2 separate regions of the Callithrix jacchus genome follow, and region 1 is linked to region 2. Evidence: chromatin contacts called from public Hi-C data. All regions are on one chromosome and are shown on one strand. Each heading gives the region's core, a stretch centred on a gene start, on an enhancer-like site or on the middle of the called end of the contact. The rest is flanking DNA. Distances are from core to core; before and after follow the strand shown.

Region 1 (5,846 bases), core at 931-3,430, 200 kb before region 2:
TTAGCTTAGACACCGGGGGTTGGCTGGGGATTGGCTGATATAGGCCAGGCTGGCTAGGTTGGTTCCTTGAGTGACTCTTCTTACTCTTTTTTGAGACGGAGTTTCGCTCTTGTTACCCAGGCTGGAGTGCAATGGCACGATCTCGGCTCACCGCAACCTCCGCCTCCTGGGTTCAGGCAATTCTCCTGCCTCAGCCTCCTGAGTAGCTGGGATTACAGGCACCCGTCACCATGCCCAGCTAATTTTTTGTATTTTTAGTAGAGACGGGTTTCACCATGTTGACCAGGATGGTCTCGATCTGTTGACCTTGTGATCCACCCGCCTCGGCCTCCCAAAGTGCTGGGATTACAGGCTTGAGCCACCACGCCCGGACTTTTCTTACTCTTGAGACCAGCAGCCAGATATGCTCTTCCTGTGCGGAGGGCCTAAGCAAACCAGCGAGTTTAACCGCACGAGTGCTTTTCGCGCCTCTGCCTTACCTGCACCTGATCTGTTCACATGCCTTTGGCCAAAGCAAGCCACGTGGCTGAGCCCAGAGTCATAGAAGGGCCAAGGGGACTGCACCCTACGCATCAGAGGGCACAGCAGCGTTACAGGGATATGGACGTAACCCTATCACTGAGGATGCCATGAAGCGCTGGAGTGGTAAACCCGACTCTCACAGAAGGAAAACTCTGCTTTCTGCTTTTATAATTTTCCTAGAACATGCTGAACCTCTGAGTGGCTGCATTTCCGCTCATGGGAGTTGGGTCCCAGGGCTGCTAGGTGTGTGGTGCCCCTCCTAAGCCAGTGCCCCTCATGAGCCTCCATGCCAAGCAGCTTCAGATTTCAAGACCCTGGTGCTGTTGGTGGTGGGGCGTGAGTTTGATGTTTTTATTTATTTATTTATTTTTATTTATTTTTTATCTCCAGGTAGAGTATTTCTTTATGTACTCCATACTCTTGACTCCACAGAGCTAGGTGGAGCAGGCAGTGTTTCTTTTTTATTTTTTTTCGTTTTGATGAGTTTGATGTCTTAATTGACCTCACCATTCCCTTCTTTTTAGGGACAGCTGGTGTAGCTGGAGACATGGTCGCCACCAAAATTGTGGAGCTATCAAAAAAGAACCGGGTGTTGATGGCAGAATCAGAGGGTGCAAAAACCAGAGTGAAGCAGCTGACCAATCGCATCCAGGAGCTGGAGCGGGAGGTGAGGGGCCTTGGCCATTCTCCCTCTGGAGGGGACTCCCAGCATGGGCAAGAGGGAACCTTCCCAGCTTCTCCATAGGTAGCTGGAAGGGCTGAGCTGGAAGGTTACGAGGCTTTCTCAGATCCACAGTGTGTGCTGGTGCCGCACTTTAAATCCAAAGCCGCGGCACTCCAGCAGGCTTCACGGTGCCTCTGGCCTCATCTGTTCATCTGGAACCTGAAATCCATCATTTTTTATGCCCCGCCTCCTAGGCTGTGGTTGGAACTCCAGGAGACAGATGATGAGTGAAGCGTTATCTATTAAGCTGTTCGTGAGCCCCTGGGCTGCTCTTACGGTGCAGCTAGGGAGTGGGCCAGACGGCCAGGTAAACCCTCTCCATTCCAGAGTGCTTTCTAAAGGAGAGCCCTTCCATGAGTGACCCGAAAGTGAGCTGAAAGGACGCACCACCAAAATAGGTCACCACACACACGGTGGCACCAGAGTGCGTTCTTTGGGCTGCACAATTGCTGAGCAGAGTATGAAGTGTGAGGTTTGCTTTTTCAGCTGCAGTCAGCCCTGACCAGGCCGCCAGCCAAGGGGGCCGCTGACGCGGGGGCCAAGCCGCCGAGGACGCAGACGGGAGACAGAGCATTGGTACGATTCTCTTCTGTGCTGGGGAGTCTGCGAGGCAGCCACCAGCCTGGGCCGCCTCCTCCACCGGTGTGTAGGTACCTCCACCCAGAGCCCACTCCCACCCCCTCCCACTGCCGAGCCAGCTGCCCATCCATGGGCTACCATTGCTGCATCCTCGAGCAGACGGCAGAGGGCAGTACCGAGTCTGTGGCCTGAGGCCAAGAATGTCCTGTCAGACGCCATGGAGGGTGACTCTCCAGCTCTGTCTCTAGAAAGGAAGGCTGGGAGGAGCCTGAGAATCCTGGAACCCTAGAGCCTCGGGATCAGGAGGGAAGGCCTGGTCCAGCTGACCTCCCGGCCATCTCCTGTCCGGCACCCTCACTGGGGACACATGCAGCCTCCACCTGACTGCAGGGACAGGGAGCTCACCGCTGCCCAGTGGCGTCCTGTTCTTTAGGAGGGTGGTGAATTATATCATCAGCACTCCCCCTTTGGCGGAGCTCCAAATCTACACAGCCAAAGTGGCTGTTGGAAATGGGGACTTGTCCCCCACAGCCCGTTTTATAAACCAGGGAACAGTTCGTGAACTGCAGGAGGCGGGAACTGCAGCTCCATGAGAGGAAGCAGTCTGACCTACTGCGTCGCTTTGTCCTCAGGCCAGGCAGTAAATGGTATCAGAGTGTAAGTCACATTCCAGGAGGCTTCCCGGGGGTCTTCCTGGGAGAGGCGGCTGAGCCCAGGACTCGAGGTTTGCTGCCTGTTTTCTAACCCGTCTGCCCTGCTGCCTGCACCTCAGGATCGGATTGCCACTGGCTTCCTTGAGGACAGTGCAGTCCTCCGTGTGCAGCAATGGGTCCCTCAGGCTCTGGGTGAATGCACCTCCTCAAGTCTAGTCTTATGTAAACCTGCCTCATTGCTGGGGAGGCAGCAGAGGGGCTCTGCCCTCCTCGGGGCTGGACTGAGTATTCTTCAGGCCCTTTCCTGGCTCCAGGGGACACTGCTAAGCTGCCCCTGGTCTATTCCGAGTATTGGGCACCCCCACGACCCCAGCTAGAGCTGCCCTGGATAGGAAGCTGATGTTGAGCCTGATGGGACTTTCTAAGCCCTGCGACACAGGGAATCAAAACAGCCTCGGCTGGGCTTGGCCACTCATGCCCGGAATCCCAGCACTTTGAGGGGCTGAGGTGGGTAAGCCACTTGAGGTCACGTGTTCAAGACCAGCCTGGCCAACATGGTGAAACACCATCTCTACCAAAAGTATAAAAATTAGCTGGGCATGGTGGTGTGCGCCTGTAGTCCCAGCTACTCGGGAGGCTGAGGCAGGAGAATCACTTGAACCCAGGAGGTGGAGGCTGCAGTGAGCCAAGATCGCACCACTGCACTCCAGCCTGGGTTACAGAGTGAGGCTCTGTCTATGGAGAATCCCAGAGGAGGAATGAGGAGTCACTGGAAGCTGGGATGTGGAGAGGGCCTTCAGAGATGGCCCCAGTGCTCTGAGCTCACGGAGGACTCCACCCTCCATTAAGGCTGCAGCTGGAAGCTGGGACGGAGGAGGGTGACCCTGAGCTGGCCTTACTGGAGAAGGAAGCTGGGGAAGGTGAGCTGAGGGTCCGCTGGTGAACACTTGACTGCAGCCCAGAGCTCACAAGGGGAAAGGGGAATGTAAGCCAAAAAAGCTGGGGTGAAGTCACCCACAGAGGGAGCCCTTGAATGGCAGCTGGAGCAGGAGTTCTGACTACTCTGTGGCCACAGGGAGCCCGGGAGGTTCCAGGTTTGGAGAGAAAGTGTGTGATGGGCTGTGTCTGGATTCGTCAGCGTCATGCACTGTCCCTGTCCCTGTCATCTCCCAGTCAGAGCGAGAGCGAAAGCAATGTTCCCCTCAGAAGGCTGCTCCACTCCAGGGGCATGCAGGCTCAGTCCACGCTCCAGCCCGAGCCTCCAAAGCACATTCCAGTGGAGCCGAACACGCTTGCCTCTGCTTGGGGCTTCGGGAGGCCGTGATGTGAGCACGATGGCGTCGTCTGCTCCCCGTGGACTGCGTTTTAGTTATTCCCTCAAAGAAAACAGCCTGGGGTAGGGGAGGGAGTGTGCCCATATGCAGATCCCCCACAAAGCCTGTGGAATTTCACTCTTGGCAGAAAGCTCTCAAGTGGTTTGGAGGTAGGATTAGCTCAGCTGCCTGAGCCAGGAGGATGGGGCCTGACCTAGTCCCCTCCAGAGCACCACCTGGCCCTCAGCCCCCTTGCCCACTGCCCACTCAACTAGGCGAGGCCTGCCAGCATTGCCCTCCATCAGCTGCCCCAGACAGCACCCTTGATGTGCATTATCTTAGCAACCCTCACAGGTTCCCTGAGGTTGGATTACATGGCCCCATTTTACAGATGAGAAAAGGAGGATTGGGCAGGGCCCGCGTTCTACAGCCAGCACCGCCTGCCCTTTTTCCATGCTCTGATCAGATCCAAGAGACCCTGTGAGCTCATGGCAGCCACATGGATGTACATGTATTCCCAGGGCCCTTGGTACCCGAGGTCAGGCCACCCCTGAGGTCAGGGTCACCCCCAAGATCAGGGTCACTCCCAAGGTCAGGGTCACCCCCGAGGTCAGGGTCACCCCCGAGATCAGGGTCACCCCCAAGATCAGGGTCACTCCCAAGGTCAGGGTCACTCCCAAGGTCAGGGTCACCCCCAAGGTCAGGGTCACCCCCAAGATCAGGGTCACTCCTGAGGTCAGGGTCACCCCCGAGATCAGGGTCACCCCCGAGGTCAGGCCACCCCCAAGGTCAGGGTCACCCCCGAGATCAGGGTCACTCCCAAGGTCAGGGTCACCCCCGAGATCAGGGTCACTCCCAAGGTCAGGGTCACCCCCAAGATCAGGGTCACTCCCAAGGTCAGGGTCACCCCCGAGATCAGGGTCACCCCCGAGGTCAGTGTCAACCCCAAGATCAGGGTCACTCCTGAAGTCAGGGTCACCCCCGAGATCAGGGTCACCCCCGAGGTCAGGCCACCCCCGAGGTCAGGGTCACCCCCAAGATCAGGGTCACTCCCAAGGTCAGGGTCACCCCCGAGATCAGAGTCACCCCCGAGGTCAGGCCACCCCCGAGGTCAGGGTCACCCCCAAGATCAGGGTCACTGCTGAGGTCAGGGTCACCCCCGAGATCAGGGTCACTCCCAAGGTCAGGGTCACCCCCAAGATCAGGGTCACTCCCAAGGTCAGGGTCACCCCCGAGGTCAGGGTCACCCCCGAGATCAGAGTCACCCCCGAGGTCAGGGTCACCCCCGAGGTCAGGGTCACCCCCAAGGTCAGGGTCACCCCCGAGGTCAGGGTCACCCCCGAGGTCAGGGTCACCCCCGAGATCAGGGTCACCCCCGAGGTCAGGCCACCCCCGAGGTCAGGGTCACCCCCAAGATCAGGGTCACTCCTAAGGTCAGGGTCACTCCCAAGGTCAGGGTCACCTCTGAGGTCAGTGTCAACCCAAGATCAGGCCACCCTGGAGGTCAGGGCCACTGGGGCTCATGGCACAGGAGATCTGACAGGTAGGGCAGATGCGTGGTACGGGCTGGAGGGGGGTTGCTTCCCAACCCAGGGCAGATTCAAAGCCACACATTTAACAGGAGAAGAGGCAGGCACCCAACAGAGTGCGCAGGGATGGCAGGCAGCCAGACAGAAGGAAGAACACAGAACATAAATATGCTTATGTTTCATATAAGTTCCCAGTTGGCACATTCTGTTCACGTTGGCTGTTCTCTTTAGCCTGATGGTGGTGCTCGGAGGAAGCGAAGCAGGGAAGCGTTTTTTTACCCATTCCATAGATGAGGACACTGGGTGAGGCCGGGGTTTCTGGACCAGGTGTCCCTGTCTAGCTTCTTGGGCCACTGGTTTTCAGCTGGGCTGCCCAGAGCCTCGGGGGCCCATGGAACTTTCCAGACCCAGTATACTTGGATCTGTCTTCCACACTAGCATTCACAGGAGCTTTTGTTTGTGCCTGCTAGAGAAAGGCACTGCAGGACCAGCCCTGCTTCTTGAAGGTCAGCCCCTCTGCCCTGTG
Region 2 (6,047 bases), core at 2,036-4,535:
GTGTGGTAGGGTGCACCTGTAGTTCCAGCTACTTGGGAGAATGAGGTGGGAGGATTGCTCAAGCCCAGGAGGTTGAGGCTACAGTGAACCATGTTCACACCTCAGCCTCCAAAGTAGTTGGAACTCTGTCTCTAGATAGATAGGTAGATTAGACAGATAGATTGATTGATAGATAGCCTCCCAAGTAGCTGAGTCTACAGGTACACACCACTACACCTAGCTAATTTATTTTTTAGACAGGGTCTTGCCATGTTGCCCAGGCTGGTCTTGAACTCCTGGGCTCAAGTGACTCTCCCGCCTTGGCCTTCCAGAGCCCTGGGATTATAGTTATGAGTCCCTGTGCTGGTCCCTTGTATTCTCCTTGAATAGTACATTTTTAGTTGATCTGCTAAGCCGAGGTCCTTTTAGGGGAATTCAGTCTCAGAATTATAAAAACAAAAGGAAAAGTCCAGGCCTGACACCAGGCAGGTGATAATGTCAATCTCGAAGGGCCACGTCCTGAAGAGGGTGACAAATAATAGGCACATGCATCTGTCACCCGATAGTATGGGCTCTGGCTGTTTGGGAGCAAACACTGAGCTGCACCTGCCCCCAGATGCAGCCCCTTTCTCTGAGTACCGGAACATGGCTTTCTTGAAGGTCTCTTCTGTCCTGTGCAGTGATTAACTGATTTGTGCTGTACTGCAGATAGGAAGCCTTTCCTCTGTTAAAGGCTATTCTTCACAGAAAAGAGAAGTTTAAGACTTAAGAATTAAATCCTGGGTACTTCAGTAGCTTTTTTGGAAAAAGGAATAAAAATTTTTTACTCATTTGTAATTTTGAATTAAATATTTACCATTATTTTCACAGAGGAAACAGACTTTCTTTTCTTACAGGTGGGCAGTGCTATAGCTTTTAATACTTAAGGCATTGTGTTAGTTTCCTAAGGCTGCCATAACAAACTGGCTTCAGACAACAGAACTTATTCTGTCGCAGGTACCGCAGGGCCATGTCCCCTCTGCAAACTTGAAGGAATAATCCTTCCCAAGCCTCTGCTGCTTTCTGCCAGTCGTGGGCTGTAGATGCCTTACTGCCGTCTCTGTCTCCATGGTTGCATGGTCTTCTTCCCTCTGTCTCTGTGTCCAAGTTTCCTTTCTTATAAGGACACCAGTCATCACATGAGGGCCCACCCTATTCAGTATGACTTCATTTTATCTTGGTTACATCTTCGAAGACTAGTTCTTTTTTTTTTTTTAAAGATGGGGTCTCACCCTGATGGCCAGGCTGCTCTTGAACTCCTGACCTCAGGTGATCCACCCACCTTGGCCTCCCAAAGTGCTAGAGTTACAGGTGTGAGCCACTGTGCCCAGCCTGAAGACTATTTCTTTGAGTTAGGACATCAATAAATCTTTTTGTGGGGACTCATTCAGCCCACAGCAGAGGTCTCTTTCATATGGAAACGCCTCCATCATAGAGTGGCCTAGACCCTTCTAAAGGATTTCTTCCATAAGGAGGAGAGTCATCTATTTTTTCCCATTGGAAAAGTTTTTATATAGGGAGTTACAGTTTCAAAAAGGTGGTAGAACAACATAACCTAAAAACCTCCTGCTGAAAACACCCGGAAATGAGGGTAAATATATATCAGCAATTACTTTAAATGTGTACTTAAGCTTGAAAGAAAGAAAACTTAAGATGCTAGAAATAAAAGGAAAGCAGAATATTAGGGTAGTAAGTGTGTACGTGGACACTGAGGCTCCTGGGCATTCAGTCACAGCAAAATTGGGGCTTGGTTTGGGCTTACATAGGGTGGAGTGTCAGAACAAGACTCTTGTGGCTGGGTGCAGTGGGTCACGCCTGTAATCCCAGCACTTCGGAAGGTTGAGTTAGGCAGATTGAGCCCAGTGGTTTGGGACCAGCCTGGGCAGCATGGCGAGACCCCATCTCTACAAAAACAAAAAGTTAGCTGGGTGTGGTGGTGCACACCTATTGTCCCAGCTACTTGGGAGGTTGAGGTAGGAGGATGGCTTGAGCCTGGGAGGTGGAGGCTACAGTGACCTGAGATTGTGCCATTGCACTCTAGCCTGGGTGACAGAGTGAGAAAAAAAAGACCCTTGTATAAAGGAAAGTTCTTGTCATGCCACGACCTAATGAAGTGATGATAGGTGAGAGAAGTAGTTTGCCCATGGATACAGGGTGACTTACCTCTACTTGGCTTTGCATGGGAAGGAAAAGTCAATTTCACCTAAGAAATTGAAATGTTCCTGTGCCTGGTAAAAGGCTGAAGTTGGAGTTTTTACTCACCAAAGTCTAGGAATTCCTAAGCCAAGGTTGAAATATCGGTATTGGTCCCAGAGTGATGACACTGCTCTGCTAGGCGGCCGGAGCAAATGCAGAACCACCCTGGAGGATGTGTGCCACAACTCGGGCCTCAGGGGACACTCACAGAAAGGAATCCTGCAGGGACGAGCTCTCAGCAAAGTGTGACAAAACACCAGAGGAGACGTCCCACAGTGAGCAGGAGTCAGTAGACACAGATAGGTGACCTAGAGTCCCCAGCCCCTGAGCTTGCAGTATAGTATGACAGCCCAAAAGGGAGTAGAAAAAGAAGAAAAGCCCTGCATTTATTTCATGAGACCAGAATAATCTAAATACCACAGCCGGATGGAGACAGCACAAGAAAGGAAAATCATAGGCTAGTCTTATTTGCATAGACTCAAAAGTCCCAATTAAAATGTTAGCAAACGAAATCCAGCAGTTGTGTGTTTATGAATATGTAGGAACTTACATCCAACAAGCTTATTTTAGGATGCCAGGATGATTTAATATTAGGAACTCTATTGATGTAGATTAAAGAAGAAAAACATTTTCTCAATAGATGTGGAGAAGTCTGAGGCTAATTCCCCTAATAGAATATGCATTCCTCATGCATGAATAAATAAGAGTGATCACCGGCTGTCACTGGCTAAGACTGCGAGACATTTTAAAGAAAGCGGAAGAAAGACAGTCTCAGGAATAGGTTAAACTGGAGAGACAATACACGCACAACAAACAGCTGCAAGACTGTTTAAAGCCACGCAAGTGCAGGACTGGCGTCAGGTTGTGTCTGGGTGTGGGGCGGGAGTTCGTGGCTCTGTGTCCTGGTAATGCAGATGTTGCCCTTTTGTTTCAGTTTTTCTTCTTTCGGAGACGTGGCCTGCATGGCTATCTGCTCCTGCCAGTGCCCAGCAGCCATGGCCTTCTGCTTCCTGGAGACGCTGTGGTGGGAATTCACGGCTTCCTATGACACCACCTGCATTGGCCTAGCCTCCAGGCCATACGCTTTTCTTGAGTTTGGTTTGTAATCTTCTTTCATATTTATTGTTCTCACCCATGTTGTTATATGTGTAGAATTTACAGTTTAGGTTTGGCTTTGACCATCAGGAAAACCATTGGAGATGCAAACATGTCACTGAAGAACAGACTTGTACCGTGGGATTTCATAGCGATTGAAGTGGACTGGAAAGCTTCAGGGTTTAACACTCTGGCTTTTCATCTCCACAGAGCCTGGGCCAGGGTGGAGGCAGGCTGAAATGGGTTGGTTATAATCCACAGCTCTCTGAGGCTGGTGTCAGCAAATGCTGGCCCTTAGGCCAGCTGCCAGCCACCTGTTTTGTAAATAAAAGTGGAACATGGCTATGCTCATTCATTTACATGTTGTCTGTGGCTGCTTTTGCCCTATGACGGCAGAGTTGAGTTGTGACAGAGACCATGTAGCCAGCAGCCTAAAATATTTACTAACTGGCACTGTAAGAAAATTTTGTTGATCCCTGCCTGAGAGCATTGCTACTCAAAGCTCAGGAGTTCAAGACCAGCCTGGGCAATATAATGAGAACTTGTCTCTACAGAAAAATAATTTAAAAATGAAAAAAATTAGCCAGGTATGGTGGCACACATCTGTGGTCTCAGCTACTTGGGAGGCTGAGGTGGGAGAATCACTTGAGCCCAGGAGGTCAAGGCTGCAGTGAGTTGTGATCACGCCACTGCATTAGACCCCATAGTGGTCAGCAGTGAGACTATCTTCAAAAAAAGAAATGTGAACTTCATTTAGTACATATTGTCTAATAATATCCATTCTGATGAAAATGCTGAACTTGTGTGGCTCTCTTTTTGCAGACAGCATCATTCAGAAAATGAAGTGGCATTTTAACTGTGTAAGTTCCTCTCAGATGGAGAGCAGCCTGCAAAAAATTCATGAGGAGCTCAGGTCGCAGCCTCCAGTGGTTCTCACTCTGGAGGACACAGATGTGGCAAATGGGGTGATGAACGGCCACACACCGATGCACTTGGAGCCTGGTAAGCTTGCCGTTCCCTGATGTTGATGAAGTGATACTGTGTCTTTCAAATGGACATTGATTTTATTTATTTTTTTTTTTGCTAGAAAGCTGTTTTTTGGGGAGAAGGAGTGGCATAAAATGTGCTGAGAAAAATATGGACCAATCCTGTTTCTTGGTGGCTGTTATAAAAATTTGACTACAGGCCAGGTGCGAAGGCTCACGCCTGTAATCCTAGCACTTTGGGAGGCCAAGGCAGGCAGATGACTTGAGTCCCAGAGTTCGAGACCAGCCTGGGCAACATGGAGAAACGCCATCTCTGTCAAAAATACAAAAAAGTAGCCAGAGGTGGTGGCTTGTGCCTGTAGTCCCAGCTACTCCAGAGACTGAGGTGGGAGAATCACCTGAGCCCAGAAAGTCAAGGCTGCAGTGAGCCATGATTGTGAGCCACTGCACTTTAGCCTGGGTGACAGAATGAGAACCTGTCTCAAAAAAGAAAAAAATTGACTGTTAAGACAGTGGATTGGTTTGAGGGAGGCTATTGTGATGAAAATCAGGAGCTGAAGAGTGATTTGGCAGGATCTTTTCTTTTCTTTTTCTTCTTCTTCTTTTTTTTTTTTTTTTTAAATAGAGGCAAGGTTTCCTATGTTACCTCCCAGGCTGGCCTCGAACTCCTGGGCTCAAGCCATCATCCTCCCACCTCGGCCTTTCAGAATGATGGGATTATAGGTGTGAACTACCATGTCCAGCTGGCAGGTTATTTTTTTAATTAGGATGAAATCTACAAGTTTATTATTATTATTATTATTATTATTAATTTTTGAGGTAGAGTCTCACTCTGTCACCCAGCCTGGAGTGCAGTGGAACAATCTTGGCTCACTGCAACCTCTGCCTCCTGGGTTCAAGTGATTCTCCTGCCTCAGCCTTCCAAGTAGCTGGGACTGTAGGCATGTGCCACCATGTCCGGCTAAATTTTGTATTTTTTAGTAGAAATGGTGTTTCACCATATTGGACAGGCTGGTCTTGAACTCCTGACCTCATGATCCGCCTGCTTCGGCCTCCCAAAGTGCTGAGATTACAGGCGTGAGCCACTGTGCCTGGCAAGTTTGTTATTTTTAAATTTTATCTATTTATTTATTTATTAAGTCCAAGTTGTTCTGACAGAACTATAAGTTTAAATGTTATAAAGAAGATTCATTCTCTTTTCTGTAAGTTACTTATTGAACTGTATAGATTTGTATTATATATATACACATATAAAATATATATATATACACATATATGTGTATATATATAGTATACATATACACATATACACGGGTATATGTGAATATATAATATATCTATACGTAAATATGTATATATATATATTATATCTATACGTATATATATGTATAGATATATTGTATCTATATGTATATATACGTATAGATATATTATATATATATAGAGAGAGAGAGAGAGAGAGACAGAGACAGAGACAGAGAGAGAATCCTTATCTCGTCATATTATTTAGTGAAATGTTGTAGATCTGAAACCCCTGCTCTTCTGGTTGGAGGGAGGGCAATGGGGATAGAGCGCTGGCAGGGGCCAGAGCCTGGGCTTCTGATGTTCTCACTGTCTGGCTCTCCCTGAGAACTGGGATCTCCCTGTGTCCCTGTGGCTTTCAGAGTCCTCATCTGAAGAAAGAGGTCTTAATGAATGTGATCACAGCGCCCTGACATTCCATGACTTTGTCATTACCATCATTAGCCACTC

What was found. A called contact is a pair of places that touch in the nucleus more often than the background predicts.
Region 1: a Hi-C map of skeletal muscle shows a contact between it and region 2, with 4 times the contacts expected there. The contact joins two enhancer-like sites. A contact is called at or near these places in 2 of 3 Hi-C or Micro-C datasets (both in skeletal muscle).

The regions. Positions count from the first base shown.
Region 1 is chr17:80,504,730-80,510,575 of calJac240_pri, reverse strand. CCDC13 (coiled-coil domain containing 13) reads left to right here. Exons shown (of 17, transcript XM_078354784.1): 5 at 1,047-1,189; 6 at 1,733-1,822. The coding sequence starts at 1,070. Among named protein-coding and RNA genes, the nearest start is that of CCDC13, 28 kb to the left of the region's middle. Within about 2 kb of position 2,180, at least 8 of the 16 cell types and tissues checked have an H3K27ac peak or open chromatin away from gene starts, as enhancers often do. A contact at or near this core is called in skeletal muscle, where this site is marked.
Region 2 is chr17:80,305,834-80,311,880 of calJac240_pri, reverse strand. SEC22C (SEC22 homolog C, vesicle trafficking protein) reads left to right here. Exons shown (of 7, transcript XM_035278645.3): 3 at 3,149-3,312; 4 at 4,132-4,311. Among named protein-coding and RNA genes, the nearest start is that of SEC22C, 18 kb to the left of the region's middle. Within about 2 kb of position 3,285, at least 2 of the 16 cell types and tissues checked have an H3K27ac peak or open chromatin away from gene starts, as enhancers often do. A contact at or near this core is called in skeletal muscle, where this site is marked.